2 separate regions of the Mus musculus genome follow, and region 1 is linked to region 2. A link is a contact called in public HiChIP or PLAC-seq data. All regions are on one chromosome and are shown on one strand. Each heading gives the region's core, a stretch centred on a gene start, on an enhancer-like site or on the middle of the called end of the contact. The rest is flanking DNA. Distances are from core to core; before and after follow the strand shown. Region 1 overlaps Mcph1 (microcephaly, primary autosomal recessive 1). Region 2 overlaps Mcph1 (microcephaly, primary autosomal recessive 1).

Evidence for each region. HiChIP or PLAC-seq counts read pairs in DNA pulled down with a chosen protein or histone mark.
Region 1: a CTCF HiChIP or PLAC-seq map of the NIH/3T3 cell line shows a contact between it and region 2, with 16 read pairs. The contact joins two enhancer-like sites. A contact is called at or near these places in 1 of 15 datasets of contacts at CTCF or cohesin (the NIH/3T3 cell line), 4 of 484 Hi-C or Micro-C datasets (bone marrow-derived macrophages, brown adipocytes, muscle stem cells and 1 more), 3 of 115 datasets of contacts at active chromatin or transcription factors (embryonic stem cells, fibro-adipogenic progenitors and heart atrium) and 2 of 9 other capture datasets (adipose tissue and embryonic stem cells).

What each region holds. Positions count from the first base shown.
Region 1 is chr8:18,725,305-18,732,492 of GRCm38.p6, forward strand. The region is part of intron 12 of Mcph1 (microcephaly, primary autosomal recessive 1); the gene reads left to right. All of the region lies in intron 1 of Angpt2 (angiopoietin 2), which reads right to left. Among named protein-coding and RNA genes, the nearest start is that of Angpt2, 13 kb to the right of the region's middle. Within about 2 kb of position 1,292, at least 69 of the 459 cell types and tissues checked have an H3K27ac peak or open chromatin away from gene starts, as enhancers often do. A contact at or near this core is called in the NIH/3T3 cell line, where this site is marked.
Region 2 is chr8:18,626,606-18,633,316 of GRCm38.p6, forward strand. Mcph1 (microcephaly, primary autosomal recessive 1) reads left to right here. Exons shown (of 14, transcript NM_173189.3): 6 at 513-635; 7 at 2,941-3,030; 8 at 4,911-6,038. Among named protein-coding and RNA genes, the nearest start is that of Gm25763, 16 kb to the left of the region's middle. Within about 2 kb of position 4,001, at least 39 of the 459 cell types and tissues checked have an H3K27ac peak or open chromatin away from gene starts, as enhancers often do. A contact at or near this core is called in the NIH/3T3 cell line, where this site is marked.

The sequences.
Region 1 (7,188 bases), core at 42-2,541, 96 kb after region 2:
GATCAAAGGTTTGTGGACATCCTCCACTATATAATGAGTTCAAGGATAGCCTGGGCTACATGAGGCCTTGCTCTGAATGGAAGAGGAGGAGGAGGAAGAGGAGGAGGAGGAGTCAAGTTGAACAAATTAGCACAGACTCCAAAGTCCACACTAAGGCATCCTGAGTGCCTGCAGTGAGCAGACAATACCATGGAGGGGAGTTTTAAAATGCTCAAGGAAAACTCACAGCATTCAACTCTGTCTACTGTTAGAGGAGCCAGAGGCTCAGAGCCCCCCAGTTGTAATGTCTGATCGTCCTTCTGTGAAGCTGAGTTTCTGGTGGCCGCTCTTGCAGAAAGCAAGCCTGGCAGGATAGAAGATGAACTAGAACTCACTGGGGCAGTGTCCACTTTGACTCCAAAGGAACATTGTGCTGCCTATAGGCTAAATCCACTCCATTCATACTTAAGAAACAACTCCATTCAGAAGGCTGAGGCAAACTGAAGGTCAGCCTGGACTACATAACAATACTTTGTCAAAAAAAAAAAAAGTAAACAAAGGGTCATTTATTTCTTGCAGTTTGTGTGCATTTATGTGTTGAAATGACTGCTAAGTGTTTAAATCATTTGGACCTAATGTACTAGTCAATTCATTTATTAAGTATTTGTTTCAACCTAGGGGTGCTATGAAAGAAGTAATAATTACTGAGACACTCTGGATACCAGGAACTAAGAAAAGTGGAAACACATTGGCCAGAGCCTTGCCCTCTGTGGGATTTCGATTGGAGACCCAGCCCTCCTCCTCCTTCCCTGCCTCCAGTCAAGACATTGCCTTTAGTTGCTATCTGTGTGCTTGTCAGCAAACTAGAAACATGAACAGAAGTGCAGAGTGTCTAAGACCTTAGCGGGGCCTTAGAAGAGGTCTTAGACTTGAGTGTTTTTCTAGCTTGTGATGCTTTGAGGCCCTATCCCCCTTCAGGTGAGCAGCTTTCCCAAGTACCTGATGGCATGTTCTCAGAGCAGCGTGTGGTGCCGTGGGACTCCGCCTGCCCCTGGCCAGTGCATTTTGTGGTAGGCAGAAGTGCAGAAGTGGGCATTGGCTTTCAAAGGGCGATCTTGCCAACTACTGCTTGCTCATGATTTACAGTGCGCCCATCCAGTCCTCACTTGTTCTTAGGTGAACAATTCTAGGACACTCAGTTATATAGGAAAGCCACATTGACTTGAGCGCCACAGCCGTCTCTGAGGGAAAGCCTCGGCGTGCCTCTCCAGAAGCTTGTGGTGAAAGTACAAGGGACCTGAGTCATTTTCCCATAATTAGATGCAGTTCGGAGGTCTGCCCCTCTCCCCAGCCCTCTTGCCTTGCATGCAGGGCTGTTCAGTTGGAAGCTAGTGGAAAATTCCTGTGCCCTTTCACCCTGCTGCCACAAGTTATAAAAAGCGTGCCATTCAGAACTGATTTTTCTCCTGCGTGCTTGGATTTTTACTCACAAAATAAAGGGGGACAGTGAGTTTTAAGAATTATATTCTACTTACCAGTGAGGCTAGGGGCTGTGGTACCACTTGGGATCACAGAGCAGCTGGCCCAGTCTGCTACTTCTTTGGGGGCTCATTAATGATATCACTGAGGCCATCTAAGTGGACCTCTTTTTTCAGAGCCACAATGACATTAGCCCCACAGTTCACTCAGAGTTTGCCCTGCTTGGCGTACTTTGTGGGAATGAGGGGCAAACACAGAAGACTGCAGTAGTAGAGTTTGGTTTTTGTTTTTTTCGTATTGTTAGATCTGTTTGTCTTAATCAAAATATGACTCATCCTGCCCCATTTTCAAGCCAAAGCTCACTGCGGTTATCCTGTGACTTGGCCTAAATCCCCATGATCTGCTTTAATTTGATCTCGACAGTTTCCTTCGGCTGTAGGAATTCAGTGTCAAGTTTACAAAGTGTGGGTGCCAGCTTTAATGTTGCATCTCTGTCACTTACTGAGTCCCCTGGTAGAAGGACCTGCCCTGGGGTTTTACTGCTTGTTGGGATCCACATTCTGAGTGTTTCGTTCCTCTGAATCTTGGCCCCCACCTGGGGTGACGTTCAAGGCCAAAGTTAGAGCTGAAGTGGAGAATTTGCTCCCAGTGCTTTGCTTCTGTTCCAGTATTTTCCAGCTGCGAGGTGCAGACCAACCAAGATCTTTCCCCATTCCTCAATCCTTCAGCCCCCAGCCTCTTTGATGACTCACATTGCCTTAGAGGGCAAAGTCCCTACTAAGGCAACAGCTGCCTTGGAAATACAATGGAAAAGCAGAAGTGAGGACCCGAATCCTCCCTACCCTTTATCCCCAGCAGCCAGGAGCCCCACGTGGGCCAGTTTCAGCCAAGGAACTCTGTTCTCCTGGTACCTTCCCTGCATGTCGAGTAGTCCTGGTAACTGCCCTGGCAGCAGGGGACAGCCGGCTCTCAGAGAGAAGTTCTGAGCCGTGTGAGCTGTGTGTAGTGAGCACACCTCACCTGTTGGAGGGCAGTGCTATCCAGGAAGACCTACGAAAGGAAGAAAGCTCTCAGAGTTCACAGGAGCAAGCTCTAGTTTGGGAAACTTGTATATGCCAGTCTTTCCCTACGCCTTGATGATGGGAAAGGTTGAAAACAGCGGCAAGGTAGCAACATCAGGCCTGAGTGAGAAGCTAGTGGACAGTCGAGCCCGTCCTTCCTCCCCCATCTCACTTTCCCATCACTCGGGCCTTCTGTTGTCTCCGTTCTAACCCTGACCATAACCTTGGGGAGATTCATTACGTGTTTGTCCAGGACTTCAACCCACTGAGGTGATCCCTCTCTTCAGAGCTCCCCCTTGACGCCTCCAGATTGAACAGCACGACCACCACTCAGCATGGGCCCTGAGTGGCCAATTTCATTAGGAAATAAGTTGATCTTGGACTTCACACCAGTCTGCTTTTAAGTCATTCTAACAATAGACTCCAAAGATAACAGTGTAAGGTATAGCACATGGGTTTGGCCAACAGAGAAGTATTGAAGTATTGACTTCCATAAAAGAGCATACGTCCACCTGAACTTACACATGGGTGTGAAAACCTGGCTGTATAACAAATCACTCCCCAGTGATGGCGGAAGCACATTTCAATGCATGCAACAGCGTGAATGAGCCATTGAAAAATAGAATCACCGAGCAGAAGTACAGGCTGCACTGCTCCAGTTATAGGAAATCTAAAACCTATCATGGGTAGCAAAATAAAGATTAGCCTTGAGCGGAAAAGAACCAGCCAGTGAGAGGAACCCAACCCCATCAGCTATGCTGGGCCCCCTCTGTATGCCGGGCTAGGGTGTCGTTACAGACATGTGAGAGTACATTCATCAAAGTGTGCACTTGGGATGAGTGGACTGCAGGCTGTGTAATTTACTCCTTGAAAAACTGAATTAAGTTTCACAATACAGCATAGCCCAGAGCCTAAAGCAGCTGACCCAGCAGTCTGAATGAGGAAAACTAGAGACCTCATCTAGTTGGTGAATGGGGAAATATGGGTGCGGGGGCAGGAGGACCTGATGTGCTCTTCCACAGCTGTTCAGCACTGCTCTGAGAGAATGGCCTTTCCACCTTGATAACTAACGTATTCAGAAGTCCTCCTCTAGCCCGGCAAACCTCACCTGTCCTCTTGTCTCCAGGATCTCGTTACATGTGGGTCTTCCGGCCTGGGGAACAGCTTGCGTCTGGGAAGCCTCGGGCTGCTACGTGGGAGTTAGATCCCGTGGTTCTCAGAGTTCCACATGCCTCAGTCTGGGCCATGTGAAAAGCAGAGCTTGAGGGAGGAGGAACAGCCCCTGGCTGCAGGGCTCCTCGTGCTCCCCATGGGAGGAGGAGGCAAGCCCTGCCTCGAAGCTCTTGTCTCCCCCTCAGCAGGCCCTTCATACCTCTGCGCTTGGAGCCAGTCTACCGACCTGGGTCCCAGCCTCTCCTCCCTTGAGTCTTGCTTATTCATCATGGCAGGTGCACTCTACACATGGCAGCTGTGTGCAGTGACACAGGCGCAGGTTTAGGGGACAAAGTGAAGTCTACTGTGTGTCCTGAGGACACAGGAAGAAGCATAGATCAGCTACTGGAGGCCACTGAAAATCTGCCCGGTCGTAGGAAGCTCTGGGATGAAAAAAGGAAGTGTCACCTGGCCACTTGGGCTGCCCCTGCCGGGGCCTCCCCAGCTGTGCCTCTTCTCCGAACGGGAAGGAGACCTAACTTGTAGTTAGAACCTGACAAATGGAGAAGCAGGTACAGATTTGCCATTGTTGCCTCCAAAGGGAGCCATGTTCAGTATGCTCTGAAGTCGCTTACACATTGTAGAGTGCACGGCTATTATCGAAGGTACTAGTTCTGATTAGTTTTTGTTTTTATCTAATTTTTTGTCCTAAATATAACCATGTTTTTAAAATATTTTTAATTAGGCATTTTCCTCATTTACATTTCCAATGCTATCCCAAAAGTCCCCCATACCCTCCCCCCCCACTCCCCTACCCACCCACTCCCACTTTTTGGCCCTGGCGTTCCCCTGTACTGGGGCATATAAAGTTTGCATGTCCAATGGGCCTCTCTTTCCACTGATGGCCGACTAGGCCATCTTTTGATACATATGCAGCTAGAGTCAAGAGCTCCGGGGTACTGGTTAGTTCATATTGTTGTTCCACCTATAGGGTTGCAGATCCCTTTAGCTCCTTGGATACTTTCTCTAGCTCCTCCATTGGGGCCCTGTGATCCATCCAATAGCTGACTGTGAGCATCCACTTCTGTGTTATATAACCATGTTTTAAAGAACACTTCATTTCACTGTACAATGTAGTTAAGATGATATTTGTCACAAGGCCCTGTTAACCCTTTAATAAGGTCAAATACGTGTTTTTTTTTTTTTAAGAAAAATTGAAACCATTCCTTTGTAGTTAAAAATAATAAGGAATTTCACACACATACCACAAATGTTAAACAGACAATTAGCTTGTGGTTGGAATCTGATGGTTTTATGTTATTCAGCAAAATGTAATGTATTCTCTTTAGCAGCAGTTTTGCACCAAGCTTTCCTGTTAAGGAGCCCAGTTTATTCAGGGAATTTTAAAGCTACATCTGTATCTAATGACGCCTCAAGATTCCAGAGACTAGATAGTCTAATAAAACCCAAGACTGCAGTTATCTTCAGACTAATATTTATCAGTATCTAGTAGATTCCCCAGAGATTGATATCATCTGTTGATACTAGAAATTTAATAGCATTAAAAAAAAATACTTTCAGAGACCCAGAGAGAAATCAGAGGAAACATTACTGAGTAAGGCCGCATCTTGTCCAGCCAGGCATGCAGGTTGACTGGCTAGCTGCCCAAGACCCCTGCCTAGAAGGTACTATGGGGCTGGCCTTTAACACTGATGTAGTTCTGACTTTGTTGAACAACAAAGCATCCTAAGACACTCCCTCCTTATTGTAGACAAACTACCAACATCTGAAGTGATTTTTTTTAAAAAGTGTTTAAAAGGAAGTAGCCATTTTAATGGGCTAGCCGTGCAACCTGTAAGCACTACAGGAGGTGAACAGATCAGGTGGGGGGAAAATGTCACATAGAGGACAATTGTCGGACACATGCAGCTCCAGAGAAGCCCTTCACCAGGTGATGTGCAGAATAAAGCCATTGCGTTTATGTGCTCGCTGTCATCAATGTCCTCCTGTTCAGTGCTGAGAGGTAATGAGGTCCTGGAAGAGCTGGGATATGCTCTGCCACCCCTACCTCAAACAGCACAGACGCTGGGTGGAACCAAAACCTCTCAGTCATGTGATCTCCAATACGGACCTTGATCAGTGTGGCTCTGCTCTGATAAAAGTATCACAACTGCCGTTTGCTGTCTGTACTTGCCTGAGGGTTCCTAGCACACTCCTGCTCCCGCTTGCTCAGTTGCTGGCAACACACGACTGTTCTGTGAGCTCACCACTGTTACCACAAGGAAGCCTGTTCTATTCCCAAAGGTACAGAGTCAGGTTTTAGCCAGTGAGCTCAGCTGAGAGAAGCAAGAAGTGACTAGGCTGGTACTGAGTGGCCGATCCTGCTCTTAAACAACCATTGGGTAAGCAGAGGGAGCTACTCTGAAGGACAGTGTTTGTAACTAGGTACATGGCATTCTGAGGCACACACCTAGAGGGCAGGAAGGGATTGGTGGTTGTGGGAGACTGGCAGGGTGGCTGGGGCACTGGAGATTTGTAGAGCACTGGAGACACTTTGTATGATATGCTAGAATGGCACCAAAATGTCACTACACAGTTGTCTAATGCCATGGAATGGACTCAAGCCTGCACCATGGCTGGTGTCTGATAAATACGACAGTGCTGATAGACTGCTTTTAACCCTTCCTCTCCAATGGGGAATATTGATAATGAGGAAGTCTGTGTAGGCAGCAGCTGGGGCATCTCTCCATCCTCTAAACTGTGAAACTGGAACTGACACACCACACAGAGAGACACAGACAGACAGACAGACACATACAGATACAGACACACATACATACATACACACACACACACACACGAACAAAAGACCATTGAAAAAGTTTTTGATTTTTTTTTTTTTGCAACTTCAGGTTATACCAGTAAAGTTGACCTGCTCCTGCCAACGTTTTCTTTTCTTTCTTTTGTTTATTATGCAATTTTCTTTTTTAAAATTTATTTATTTATTTTTATTAGATATTTTCTTTATATACATTTCAAATGCTATCCCAAAGTTCCCTATACCCTCCCTCTGCCCTGCTCCCCTACCCATCCACACCCGCTTCTTGGCCCTGGCATTCCCCTGTACTGGGGCATATAAAGTTTGCAATACCAAGGGGCCTCTCTTCCCTGTGATGGCCGACTAGGCCATCTTCTGCTACATATGCAGCTAGAGATACGAGCTCTGGGGGCACTGGTTAGTTCATATTGTTGTTCCACCTATAGGGTTGCAGACCCATTCAGCTCCTTGGGTGCTTTCTCTAGCTTCTACATTGGGGGCCCTGTGTTCTATCTTATAGATGACTGTGAGCATCCACTTCTGTATTTGCCAGGCACTGGCATAGCCTCATACGAGACAGCTATAACAGGGTCCCTTCAGCAAAATCTTTCTGCCAGAATTTTCTAATGGTTTGTTTTGTGGTTAAGTAAACGTGCAAACACTGACAAGCCAGGGAAGTAACCTCAAAGCAAACTGTAT
Region 2 (6,711 bases), core at 2,751-5,250:
TCTTCTTGTTTCATATCTAAAACAGACAAATCATAGACTTTGTTTGCTTTTAATGATGTAGGAAACACCTTGGGCTCACTTCCTGTGGTTAAGTTCACACGTGGGTGTGTGTGGAGGATGAGCAGTGTTCAGTAGGACCACGTCCTAAAACCTGGATATAAAACAAGTTTTAGGAGCCAACCCACACTCTGGCTTGCTGGCTTCTTGCTAATTGTATGGTGGTGTTCATGATATTGCCTTACCTGTGTCTCAATGACTACCTCTGTACATGAGGATGCTGACACCTGTCATCATGTAGGGCCTGGGTACAGCTTGGTGACTAATTTATGCCCTGAACTGAGCTCAGCAAGGGTCAGCTGGCAGCTAGCTGTACTGGCTGTGCCATGGTTCTTGGGGGGAGTAAGACTATCTGTGGGAAGAGAGACCAACACTGGAGGGAACAGAAATGTGGGGCTGGGGGTGGCTCTTCCAGGAACTGCTGGTAAGGTGTGACGGTGGAAGTTTGTTTTCAGATGATGACGTTCCTGTCCTCCTGTTTGAGTCCCCTCGCTCACTGGTGTACAGCTCCCCAGTGAATGTGATGAAGAGGAGACTGCAGGATATGAAGGAGAAGAGGGAGAACCTTTCCCCTACCTGTAAGTGGCTGCAGTGTAGAATGAAAAGGATGTCTGCTGGCGAACTACAGAAGAAAGGTTACTTGATCTCTACCCTAGGTGCTTGCTGTTTTTCCTTTCTGCAGTGCATGGGTCAAGGGATCACGCTGCACCCCCAGTCTCCTTACCTAGACATTTTGAGTGCTTCCTGAATTTAGTACTTAATTTCAGTGGAGACCTTTCTAGTGTTTTTTTCCAGAAGAAATGTGCTTTGTAAGGTTGAGTGTTCTTCAGTTCCCTTCTTGCAGCTCCTTCATCGTTTTCAGTATCTCTTTTCTTTTTCAAAAAAAGTAAGGAGCCGGAAAAATGGCTCAGAAGTTAGAGTGCTTGGTACCTTTGCAGAGGATTGGAGCCCAGTTCCCAGCACCACATTGGGTAACTCATAACTGTCTATGACTCCAGCTCCAAGGGAGCCAGTGCCTTCTTCTGGCCTGTGTGGGAACCTGCATACATGTGTAATTTAGACATGCATATACACATAAATAATAAAAAACATTTTTTACAGAATAAAATAATAAAAAACTAAGTTAGTCAGGTCTCTTTAAAAGGAGAATATTTTAATTACCTATGTAGTAGTAAGCACATTTTAATAAGATGATGAGCAATGCTGTGAATAAGCAAAGCCTTGCCTCCCCACTGCTTACACTCCTCTGCTGATGTATGTACAGTTGGAATGATACAGGTGTGCCTTCTGTGTGCGGCCGTAGTTTATTTCTTACTTAATTTAGATCATTAGAATATTCTTTTTTGTTTGTGGTTGTTGTTGAGACAGGATTTCTCTGTATAGCCCTAGCTGCCCTACAACTTGCTTTGTAGACAATGTGGTCTTGAACTCAGAGATCCAGCTGCCTCTGCCTCCCAAGTGCTGCGGTTAACTGTATGCACTACCATGCCAGCCACATCATACGCATTTTATTAAGCCTTTTCCTTCACTTGCTACCATTACAAACTACACTAGACTCATCTGCATCTCAGGTCCATGAGTATCAGCCATGGTAACAAGTAAGACTGAGATGAACTGTAGCTTTTACAGAGACACCATCATGGTTTTGTTGGCAGCTGAAGCAGGTATATAGCTCTGTCTCATGTGCATGTCCAAATTGATTCAACGCGTATATGAACTGAGTCAGAGATTTTTAAACCCCACAGCTGAAAGGCCACTGTGGTGAGTGCATGTCTGTAATTCAAATCCTAGTATTCAAAGCTGGAGGCAGGAGGAGCAGGAGCTCAAGAACAGCTTGTAAAGTCAGCCTGAATTAACTTGTTAAAATGAGCTTGTCCCTAAAAATAAAAATAAAAAATTTAAAGCCCCCAACACCCCCCCCCTCCACTTTGCTTCCAAAGTAACTGTACAAAGGCTAAGGCTATGTATTTCAGTTCTTGCCTAGTGTGCACAAAGCCCTGGGTTCAGTTCCCAGCATCAGAACAACTGAACAACCACAGTATCTGAGGACTTCTGACTGCCCATACCTTCTTTGTATATATGCCCTTGCTTTATAGTCACTTTATTAAGTTTTCTGAGGGAAACATCCTCTGATTTTCCTTTTGAAAAAACGACTTTTAGAGGATGCTTAAGTACTGTACTTCCAGAGGACACAAGAACAGTTCCCAGAAGAATGTTGGGTGGCTCAAAACATCTTGTGACTACAACTAGAAGGGATCCCAGTACCTCTTCTATACTCATGTCCCATACCCATACACAGAAACACATAAATACACATAATTTAAAATAAATTTTAAAAATCTTTGGATATGTTTGTTTTGTCTCTTGTATGGACAGCTTTTGAAGATAGCGCCTAGAGCCTCATTTATTGAATCATTGATGTTCTAGATATTTTCTTTAAAACTGGTTTCTTAACTGAAACACTGTTGACTTTTGGGGACAATTTGTTATTGTGTAGTCTTTCTAAACCAGTTGCCCCTGTCTGTGTCAGCACTGGACTTTTACTTACTTAGAAGTAAATATTAGAAACTTCAGTTCTCAAACCGAAAACATTCACTTAATTTGGTTTAAGCTTCATACAAGTTGGATTTTGAAAGTCCCATCTCATGTGATTGTGTGATCATGTTTGTGGGGCAGTGATTGATAGGGATTCATTTTGTCAGTCTTAAATCTACAGTATAACTGATATAGTTTTTGTTCTCGAATTATATTAAGCTTAGCCTAAAGGTAAGATTAATTTCCTGTGTATATGGGATCAGGAGCAGAATGGGTAGATATGCTCTTGTCCCTGTCCAGTAGGCAATTCTGCCATCCAGTTATTGAAACTTGTCATTGTGTTATCAGCCTCCCAGATGTTGGAGCAGTCTCAGCAGAATCCATGTGTCAGTCTGTTTGAAACATCCTTGAACATTTCTCACCAACCTTTGAGTTCAGGTAAAATTGTAATATGTATTTTGTTTTTGTAACAGACTTATGATTTGAAAAGTGTGTGTGTGTGTCTCCTCTCACACTGTACTTTTTGAGCTAGACTTTTTCTGTGGAGCTCTGGCTAGCATGGCACTTCAATAGATACCCAGCTAGCCTCCAACTAGAACCATGTCCTTGTCTCCTCGAGTACTGAGATTACAAAAATGCTCCACCATGCCAAGATGTCGTGTGGTCCGTTCTAACCACTCAAGCAGCTGAGTAGACCTAAGTTTCTCCATGAGATTTGGTCTTATGGTATTGGGGACCTCCTGCTTGAACTCTTATTAGTCCCTCCCTGGGGATTTGTTTGATTGTTTGCTTTGTTGTGGAAATCCTTGTGACTATATATGATTTAAATGCAGTGTAAATGTATATCTGAGCACAGTTAGCACTAAAGAGGAATTATTCGTGTTTAATTAAGCCATGAAGCATATTATTGAAAAGAGTCTGTGTTAAATAGTATAGGAGCCCTTGACCTTTTTTCAAGGCTATATAGCTGTCAGGTGTTGAGTTCTTTACACTTCCCTCACGTAAGTCCATGGGGGCCTAAGTGAAGTCTGTGGAAACCCTAAACAACTGTGTTCAAAAGGGCTTCAAACGCCACATGAGGAGATTCAGCTAGGTGTTCTTCCTGTCCGTGGGGTGTATTCTGGCAGTCTGTCCTGCATGTTCTGAGCTTGTTTACCCATTCATCTTTTCTTTGCTCAGTTATATCTCCCATAGATTGGAAGCAAATGGCGATAACAATGCTGGCTTACCTTTCCCTATACTGTTCTTGTGTCTCACTGTATCACACACACACCCCAAGTCTCCATGAGGTAGGCTGCATCCCCACTCCCATTTCACAGAAGAGAAAACCAGGAGGTCAAGTGGATTGTGCAAGATCCTGAGGTTGTGAGTGATACACCCAGGCTTCTGACATAAGTAGTCTAAGAATTTATGCTCTTAGTGATGTGCCACACTGAATCGTGGCTTATTGAAGAGTGATTAATGCATTCAGTTCCTAAGAGTAAATCTCAGTATCACTCCAACTGCTGTCTTGGAAGCACTTCAGCAGAGGCCCAGTATCAGCTGACCTTTGCTTTTGCCCCTCCCTTCCCAGAGCACAGCTTCAAGGACAGGATATCTCTGTTGCCACCACTCTGCTCTGAAAGCCGAGCTCGAGTTGTTTAAGTTAGAATCCCAGCACTGCCTCCAGATGGTGTCTTTTCTCTAAAAAAGGAAGCCTTCAGCTGGGCAGCACTGTACCAGTAGAACTGGGTCTGAGTAATGACCACAGGTTCAGGAAAGTGAGCAGAAAGTGCTGACTGCCCTCTAGTACTTCAGTATAATGAGAGGACAGTAGCATGCTGAGTCCCAGGAGGGGCTAGCACTGTGACCTGACAGGATCAGGAGAGTCACAGGTGACACTGACACTGAGCTGGTTTTGAAGGATGAGTTGTGTTTACCCACAGCAAAATGTGTCAGAAAGCTGGGGTCAGAGTGGGGAGCCTGCAGAGGTGATGGACAGCGTATCATTACTTCTGAGAGAAGTGCAGACTTCATGAGAGATCGGAATATTGAGAGCCCCACATGCTTCATTTGAAATATAAATAAAACATGAGGACTTGATGGAAGAACAGGGGACAGATATGAGGAGCCGTGTTCTGTTTATGAGGAGAAATGGCTTATAGAAGACCAAAGCCTAGCCAAGCATGGTGGCACATACCTTTAAACCAAGCCAGCATTCAGGAGGCAGGGACAGACTCTCTCTTGAGTTCCAAGCCAGCTAGAGTTACACAATGACCAGTGACACCCTGTCTGGTCACTTGCACATTTTAAAGGCGATTCTTTGTTGATCTCTGCAGATGAATCCTTTGCCAGTGGCTCCCACTCATCTTTCGGTGATTCCTGTGGAGATCAAGAAAGGAAACTGGGAAGATCTGCTAATGAGATGACCACGGTGACATGCCCTTCCTCACCTGTGTTGAGGGCAAGCAGTTTTTATGGCTCAGCATCACCCAACCATCTCAGGCAGCCACGTCCTCAGAAAGCTCCAGACAGTCCTTCAAAGGAGAGCATCAACTGTCAGAAGGATGCTACAGGTGCGGTAGCTGATTCCGAGAGAAAGCAAGCTGCAGGTGTATCTCAGGGGGTGCCTGATGAGAAGCTCTGTCTGTCTCCTACGATGTCCATCATAGAAGAACACCAAGTACGGTTGGGACCCAAGAATTCTTCTGCAAAGAGAAAAAGGGCAGCGGACTTGGGTTCATCTCCAAAAGGAAAACTGAAGAAGAGGTACAAGAGAAAGTCTGCTCTGGCAATACAGTTATTCAAGTCCGACCAGAGCCCGCCGTCCACAATCAGACTCATTCCGGGAACTCCTGACGTTGAGGCTTCTTCCTATGAGGACTATTTTTCCCCTGATAATCTCAAGGAGAGGAATTCGGAGAGACTTCCTCCTGAGGCTCAGCAACTAGCAAGCCCTTCTCTGTTCCACTGCAGAGGTCTCTCAAAGTGGGAGCGAAGAAACATGCTGGAAATGTGTGATTTTACCTGCATTGGTGAAAAGCACAGATCCATCAGCAGCATTAGTGACTTAATTTCAAAAAGTGCCTCTAGTCTTGAGAAACCTGTCAAGGAGGAAGTGAATACAGCTTCTACCTGCTTGCTTTTGGTGGAGACCTCTGCTAACGACAGCCCAGGGCTTTGCAGTCAGCCTGGCCCTCAGCTGAGGGATGACACAGGCCCAGAGGGAAGCAGCCACCCTGACACCCTGTCTAGTTCTGCCCACCACATCACACCCTTGAAAGGAAATAGTACAGAAACCAGAGACCCAGGTGATGGAAAAGGCTCCCCCAAAGAAGGTAGCACGCCTCCTGCATCAGCCTCTCCTGAAGATGAAGTACACATCTGTAATCTCAGTTTGGGAGAGGATTGTAATGTAGAAAAGTCTGTAGAAGAAAAGGAGAACATAGCCACAGGATATAGTGAAAGTATGTGAGCCTCATTTCCCAAGTATTGTTTGTTCTGCCAGTGTGTAATACTGTGCTCGTATTTTAAATCTGTCCTTAATCTTTATAATTTAAGTCCTTCCCCCTCTCCTTTTATTTTAAGGAATTGATATTTCCAATGATGCTCTTGAGGGATAGGTGGGAGGCCCTGACCTGAACTTTGTAGTCAAATGTGTCACCATGAAAATACCTCCCCAGGCTTTGTCCTAGTGGATTAAAAGAAACAGTAGTGCTTACTTTAAACTGTTGACCTGTATACCTTTCCTATATGCCTCTCTCACTCAGCATGACTGCACCAGAGACATAACTGATAGAGGAATTTCTTTTCTTTTTATTTTTAATTTGAGTTTATTTAGTAAGGGTTTTAATGTGAGGAATGCAGTAAAGAAACCGCCAAAAGACCGCTCCATAACTAGGAAGGTTTTTCTTATGAATAAGAAAGTATCCAGAAGCATCTGGAATAGTCCAACACAGAGAGAAAGAGAACCAGACTGGCTGTGGCCATGGCGATCTGCCAGAGAAGAGAGATGAGCAAGAGGTGAAGAGTGCAATTCAAGAGTGGTGGGGAGCAAGGGAGCAAGAGATGCAGGGGGTGGGGGAGGAAGGGAGGGAGGGAGAGAACAAGAGAGCGAGAGAGAGAGAGAGAGAGAGAGAG